2 separate regions of the Mus musculus genome follow, and region 1 is linked to region 2. A link is a contact called in public promoter capture Hi-C data. All regions are on one chromosome and are shown on one strand. The core of a region is the stretch at or near the end of the contact, and the rest is flanking DNA. Distances in the headings are between cores, read along the strand shown.

Evidence for each region. Promoter capture Hi-C pulls out the DNA fragments that hold promoters and counts their contacts.
Region 1: a promoter capture Hi-C map of the HPC-7 cell line shows a contact between it and region 2, with 2.6 times the contacts expected there. The contact joins the enhancer-like site here to the promoter of Csk in region 2. A contact is called at or near these places in 2 of 39 promoter capture datasets (the HPC-7 cell line and hippocampal neurons), 1 of 484 Hi-C or Micro-C datasets (embryonic stem cells) and 1 of 115 datasets of contacts at active chromatin or transcription factors (pro-B cells).

Annotation. Positions count from the first base shown.
Region 1 is chr9:58,185,313-58,188,800 of GRCm38.p6, reverse strand. Gm39344 (a long non-coding RNA gene) reads right to left here. Exons shown (of 3, transcript XR_870787.2): 3 at 598-746. Among named protein-coding and RNA genes, the nearest start is that of Gm39344, 12 kb to the right of the region's middle. Within about 2 kb of position 2,215, at least 6 of the 459 cell types and tissues checked have an H3K27ac peak or open chromatin away from gene starts, as enhancers often do. A contact at or near this core is called in the HPC-7 cell line, where this site is marked.
Region 2 is chr9:57,643,694-57,647,656 of GRCm38.p6, reverse strand. Csk (c-src tyrosine kinase) reads left to right here and starts at 2,004. Exons shown (of 13, transcript NM_007783.3): 1 at 2,004-2,662.

The DNA.
Region 1 (3,488 bases), core at 966-3,465, 540 kb before region 2:
AAGGTATTTTGTTATATCACATGAATGGCGTACGGATGCATCTTCATCATAAAATAGATAACATCACTACCCCCAACTCGTGTGGCTCCATTCAGTCTCCCCAAGCGCACCCAAAAGCATTCTTACCCCACCAGGTCTCTAGGGTTCCTCTCTTCCACATCTCTAGCTACAGTGGTCCTAGGATATTGTGAGACAAATCAGAACTGACAGATGCCACCTTTACTGAGTGTCCCAGTGCAAGGTACCAGCTGTAAATCCAGCAGAGTTGTTTTTGTTTTATGGGCTTTTTTTTTCTTTTTTTTTCTTTTTCCTTCTGAGACAAGATCTCACTAGGTAGCCTAGCCAGATATCCTTTCCTTTCCCCTCCCCTTCCCTTCTCCTTCCCTTCCTTTCCCTTCCCTTCCCTTCCTTTCCCTCCCCTCCCCTCCCCTCCTCTTCCCTCCCTTCCCCCCTCTCCTCTCCTTTATTCTTTGCTTCTGAACACTGAGGTCTCAGGCAGGCACAGCCAGGTCCCAGCAACCATTACTCTGCGAAGACTCTATGGAGAGTTAGCTTGCAGCCCAAGCTCAGACTGAAGGAGAACCCAACAGTGTGGAGCATAGAAGGCTTAGAGTCTCTGGCTACCTTCATGGAACGTCACAGGAGAATGCTGGAGCTGCTGGCTCCCATTGTGCCCACGTGACAGTTCTGTCTGCAGATGTATGACAAGGGCTGTCTGGCCAGTCCATCCTCCTCTCCATGTTTACCTGTAGAGTTCGGTTTTTAATTCATGAATTTTTAAGCCTTCTTCATCTTAATATACACATGTAGAACTATTAATGTCCTCTTAAGCATACTTCTACAGGCCCCTAAGTTTTGATAGCTACTGTTTGCGCTGTCGTTCAGTCTTAAATATTTCATTCCTGTAAGATTTGTTCTTGGGCTCATGAATAATTTAGATACATGCTTTTACATTTTTAAATGTATACTTTTCCTGTCACTTTAAAATCATGTCTTTAATCTCAATGCATTGCTGTCAGAGAATAGAGGTTGCATCTCTCGTTACATGGTTGGTGATTGTTAGAACCTATTCCAAAGAGTAATATATAGAAGTTCTATAAATGTTTATTCGAGTTTGAAAAGGATGTTTGTCTTGGCCCCATGAAGATCGCTAAGTCACTAAAATGTTTGGCATGTAAACACAAATCCTTGAGCTCAATCCCAGAGACCACCCTGTCACTACCCACTCTCCCCTGGACAGATTGCCAATGATTTTGTGTTATTTTGCACTGTATGTTCTCAAGGTCCTATTACAAGGTGCATTGTTCCTTAACCAGTAAATGTGCAAACAAACAAACAAACAAACAAACAAAACATTGCTACAAAGAGAAAAACATGCTCAACCTGCACCCAGATTAACAGAAATAAACTGACCAGCCCCGGCCGCTGCCTCAACTTTGATCTATTCTCTTTCCCTACTCCCTAATTCTGGCCCCAGTCCCTTGGCCTGTACTGGAACTTTACATAATGCAATCACACACTCTGTTCCTCTTCCACTGCGCAGCAGGCAGTCTGTGGGATTCACACGGCTCTTCACTCTATCTGTTGTGATGTTCTAAGAACACACTGCATCGCATTTCCCCATCCTGTTGTTGAAGGACATTTGGGCTGTTTTCTGTTTGCGCTATTACAAATAACTGCTATTAATGTTCTCTTTGTGTCTTTTGGGAGATCTATGCATTTCTGTAGGAGTAGAGTATCGAAGCTAAAGGATGGGCCTATGCTCAGCCTCGGTAGAATTCCTAGTTTTTCAGGAATTTACCAGTTCAACTTGCATCAGCCTTGAGGGTCCTCACTGCGGCTCCTATCTGCTTGGAGCTTTGGGTGTTCTGTTAGGTTGGTACCGGTCCTGTGTTGTAGTTTTAATTGGCACTAGCTCATGACTAATGAAGCATGAGACCTCTGTTTCCTGCCCATCCTGTTATGCAAAGTGTCTGTTCAAGGCCAAACAGAACTAGTTTGCAAGATTTTGTGTCAAATAACCAAATATTAAAAATGTTTTAAAAGTATCGTCTTCCTTTGTTATTGGATTGTATCTGTTTTCCATTTTTCATTTTTTTACACCTATTTATCATCTACATGATGCACATAGAGGTGTCAGAGGACAACTTGTTGGAGGCCCTTCTCCTTCTACCACGGGAGTTCTGGAGATCAAACGCATGTCAGCAGGCCTGGCCACAAGCTCTTCTTTAGGGGATGAGCCATCTTTCTAGCCTTATCTTCTTAGACAGGGTTTCATGTATCGCAGGCTGGCTTCAAGCTCCCTATGTAGCCAAGGATAGCCTTTCAGTTCTGATCTACCTGCCTCCAGCTCACTCCATCTTCCTGGTACTACGTTTGCAGGTGTGGACCACCACACCCTACTCAGTACTGAGGATGAAACTGGCTTTTATGCACAGGGCTTTGTACACTCCGGGCAGGCATGCACTCTACTGACTCATCTCCATCCCCAGGTTATCTTTTTCTTACTGTAGGAGTCAGTTACATACTCTGGTTATGAATCCTTTGAATTTGTACCGTTTCAGCCTGTATTTAGGAAATCTTTGCCTATGGTCTTTAAAATATTCTCTTATTTTATCCTAAAAGCACTACTTGATACTCATATTTGAAGCCCATTTGGAAGTTGTTTGGTGTTCCCCGATGAGAATATCAAGGCAGCCCAGCCATTTTTTAATCACAAAGGTCGCCTTCTCCCAATCTGAACCCTTTTATAACTTTCAGGAATCCTGATAAACATCTCTGTTTGTTTGTTTGTTTGCTTGCTTGCTTGCTTGCTGTTTGTTGAGAAAGGATCTCTTGTCCCACTTTTAAGCTAAGAATGGCTTTGAACTCCCTATTCTCTTGCTTCTACCTCCCAAGTGTTGAGAGCAGAGCATGTGCCGCTATGCTTGCTGGTTTGTGTTTGTTTGTTTGTTTGTTTGTTTACTTATTTGAGACAGTATCTCATTGTGTAGCCTAGGCCTGGAACTCACTGTGTAGCCCATGTTGGCCTCAGACTTGTGATCTTCCTGAATTCTGAGACCACACATGTGAGCCACTATACTTGGTGAAGACATGCATCTCTTCGGAGTGTTGCCGTCACACCTGCTACAGTGGATGTGATCCAGTGTCTCTGCATCATCGCCAGCATTTGAGAATGTCACTATTTTTATTATCAGGCATTTCGGTAGGTCTGTACTGGCACCCCGTTGTGGTTTTAACTTTCATTTGACCAGTGGCTCAAACTGTTAGATAACACTTTTGTGCTTATGATCCCCAGTGCTCAGGAGGATCTTGAGTTTAAGGTCAGCCTAGGCTATAAAACAAACAAGATCCCATCATTTTAATTTTAAAAAATCTTGTGTGTGTGATGTATGTTTCTCTCTCTCTCTCTCTCTCTCTCTCTCTCTCTCTCTCTCTCTCTCTGTGTGTGTGTGTGTGTGTGTGTGTGTGTGTGTGTGTGAGCATGC
Region 2 (3,963 bases), core at 755-3,254:
TGCTCTCAGCCTGATCTCACCAAAGAGGAAACAGCTCAGAGACCTTAGGTAACTAGTTCAAAGCCACACAGCTCTTGAGATTTAACCTTGAGATTCGGTCCCCAAATATCTGTTTCCCCCCCCCCCTCTGTGTCACACCTAACTCTGAGATCTTCTAGGTGCCTCCACCAAAGGTGTCCCTAAAGAACCAGTTCCCTGTAAGCAAACTGGTACTAGGCATGCTGGGTGAGAAGACCAACCTGTCGTCTGGGGTGGGAGTTGAGCATATCCAACTCCTGCTTCTAACATTTTAAGTTATTTGCAATCTGCAACCTTGCTTCTCACAGAGCCCCTTTCTTCCCCTCAGTCAGTACCACTTTACATTGCATTCCAAGTCTTTGCCAGCAGCGTCTCCTCTCCCATCTGAAGATCCCCCTCCCACTCCCTCACCCCCATCCCCTGCTCCTAAACTAGTACCCTCTTTCAGTCCTGGTCCTTAGAAAGTGCTCCTACACCTAGCACCTCCAACGGACTTTCTGGCTTCTCTCTAGCCACTGTGCTTCCATTCTGTGGCCCTCCCATACAGGAGCACTGCTTGCTCCTGTAGCTGAGAGCAAATTGCTCCGGGAGGATCCCGGACTCCTCATTAACAATGGTGCATAATAACAGCCCGTGTTTAATTGAGGACTCACCACGTGCCACTTGCGCACCGAGCACTTCAAACCTATTAACTCATTTCCTCTCCACAAAACCTTACAAAGTTGGTGGTACCGCTCTTGCTCACTTTACCAAACCACAGTGGAAAAGGACAGACAGAGATTAGCTAACTGGTCCGACGTTGTTACACAGCCAGTGACAACTTCCCTATTGCATCTCAGCTGAAAATAAAGCCCGGAAGAGTTCCAAGAAGCTCTGTGGTTCTTTGGCCCTGTAGCTTGCAGGACTGACCGCATCTCTTTCTGCTTTCCCCTACACACGAAGTAAGTCAGGTCTCCCTGCTGTGTTCCCAGATCTAGAAAATCAACCCATGTTCCCTTCTTTCCTGTTTCTTGTGGACCTTGTACCTTTTTTTTTTTTTTCATTGTTTATCAATTTGTTCTTTGTGACAATATTTTTGCAACAACCCCTCATGAGAATTTGGCAGATATAGAGGTTTTAAGAAGTGGACTCCGGCCGGGTAGTGGTGATGCACACTCTTTTTGTTTGTTTGTTTTATGTTTTGTTTTGTTTTTCGAGACAGGGTTTCTCTGTGTAGCCCTGGCTGTCCTGGAACTCACTTTGTAGACCAGGCTGGCCTCAAATTCAGAAATCCACCTGCCTCTGCCTCCTGAGTGCTGGGATTAAAGGCGTGGGCCACCACCGCCCGGAAATGCACTCTTTAATTCTAGCACTTGGGAGGAAGAAGCAGGCAGATCTTTATGAGTTCGAGGCCAGCCTGGTCTACAGAGCAAGTTCCAGAGCTACATAGTGAGACCCTGTCTCAGAAAAACAAAAGATAACAAAAAAACTACAAAGGAGGAGAAGGAAGAAGAGGAAGAGAAGGAAGAAGAGGAGGAGGAGAGAGGAGAAAGGAGGTGGAGGAGAAGGAAGGAGAAGGACGGTGGTAGACTACAGAGCAGGGGCTGTGTAAATGCATGCTTACTGTCCCAGAAGAGTCTAGGCCTAGCCTCCACTATAGAAAGAAAACTTCGCTGGGGGGGGGGGGGGGGGGAAGAGGAGGAGAAGGAGGAGGAGGAAGCAGAGACGGTGGTAGACTACAGAGCAGGGGCCGTGTAAATGCATGCTTACTGTCCCAGAAGAGTCTAGGCCTAACCTCCACTCTAGCAAGGAAGCTTCGCCTAGAGGAAGCTGAGAGGTTGGCTCTAGCATGCTGGTGGCCCTCTGAAAGGACCTTCGGGAGCCTTCGCGAAGGCCAGCAAGTGGGGGCAGGGCGTAGACGCGGACACACCCCCCGCATTTCCTCCAAGGTCCAGCAGAGGGCGCCGACCCACGCCCCGCTGCTCGCCCGGCAGGCCCCCTCGCGCAGGCGCGCCGCAGCGGGCGGAGGATCCGGGCCGCGCTTCCTCTCACCAGGCCTGCGAGCTTCCTCCCATCGGAGCCCGGGCGAGCTGAGGTTGGCCGCCGCCGCTGAGCCTGCTGCCTTCCTTGCGCTTCCGCGCCACCCTGCGCCCTGCCCCGGGGAATCCCACCGGGGTGGGGTCCGAGCAGGGCCAACCCGGGCCGCGCCGCCGTCGGGGCCGTCCCCGGGCCAGCCGTCCCTCCCGCCTGGCCAGCCTCTGGCCGCCCAGCCTCCGGGGTGTGGGGCTTAGGCAAGCCCTGCGAGCGGCGATCGAACGCCCGGGGCGGCCCCCCGGCGGCGGCGCGACGTCCCCAAACCGAACCTCCGTGGCCGCGTTCGGAAGCGGAACTCTGCCGGGGCCGCGCCGGCTACATTGTTTCCTCCCCCCCGGACTCCCTCCCGCCCCCTTCCCCCGCCTTTCTTCCCTCCCCGCCTGGGGCTGCGCGGCAGTCCCCCTGCCTGTCTGGCTCCCCTTCCCTCTCTTTTCGCATCCATACACCTCTTTGTACCGCACCCCCTGGGGACCCCTGTGCCCCTCCCCTCCCCCTTGGCCGCATGGACTGTCCTGCAGGCCACTGATGCCGCCCTCGGTGAGGAGGCCTGGACCGCAGTGCCCCCAGAGAGGTGAGTGCTGGGCAGCCCCAAAGGAGGTGGGTGTCCTAATGCCCCCTAGAAGGGAGGAGGTCGCTCGTCCCGCCTCTGTAGCCACCACCGCCGCGCCCACACCCATCCCCCCAACCCCCCACCTCCCAAACGGGTTCGAATTCTCCCGGGAATCACTGTCAGAACACTACTGGGAATGAGCCACAAGGGAGGTAGTACTACCCAGCACCACGAGAGAATTGGCTTAGGTCTGCAGAGTCCTACCTTCCCACCCCCCAACTCCCGTGAGGAGAGCAGAGTGGGAAGTGGCTGGACCCCGGAGGAAGAGAAGTGGTATGGGCCGGACTCCCGGGCGTTTGCCCTTTCCCGTTCAGGGCTTCCCTGAAGGTATCCTGGCTTGTCTGGTTCTGAACTCTACTTCAGTCGTTGCACAGAGGTTCTATTGGCTCCAAGCAGCCCAGGGCCATGCCACCTCCCTTTGTGCCTGATAGAAGGCCGGGTCCTTGAACTAAGCCTGTCACCCTTGACCTGCCAGAGGATCAGGCTTAAAGCAAGGGACCTCTGACCCTTGGGTGGAGAAACTGGGCAGGGCTTCCAGTCTGCGTAGAGGTGACACTGGGCATTGGTACTGTACCCCGTTCCCCCCACCCCCACCCCCAGCATCCTCATCAGTCTATTTTCCCAGGCTTCTCAGGACCCAGACCAGTTATTTGGAAGGGGTGTGTCCAGTCACTGGATCTTTGGAGCTTAAGTAGGAGTTTTTTTTTTTTTTTTTTGATCATTTTGTATAGCAGGGAACTGAGGCCCAAGGGGCAGGTCATATTCCAGGCTCCTGATGGAGGGAGGCTAGCTGTCTCTCATTCCCACTTCTGCAATGATGGATGGCTGGAGGTGGAGGGGAACCAGACCCACTCTGTAACTACCAGGGACACTGGCAGTCTCCAGCCTGACCCAAGAGGGACCTTGTGGGGTGAGCGAGCACGTGTTCCCTTGCAGAGGGCTAGAGAAGAGGGAAAGGGCTTCCGGCCTCAGTGCTGTCTTCTTACAGGCCGAGATATCGTATGCATTGCTTATAAGACTTCCTCTCAGTGCGTGGGACTGGGTCCTAATCGTGTGGGCCATCTGTGTGGTGTGGTGTGGTTAGGTGTGCAGAAGCCTGGTTCTGGGCAGCTTTGAAACAGCCTGGTAGTTAGTTCTGACCCTGCCTTTCCCACATTTACCAGATGGCTCAGTCAGAACCTGAATGGGGTCAGCGTAGGCAGAGTGGCAGACAACCTTGGACTGAAAGTGTCAGTATGGGGGAATGTTGACACTTGGGGCTT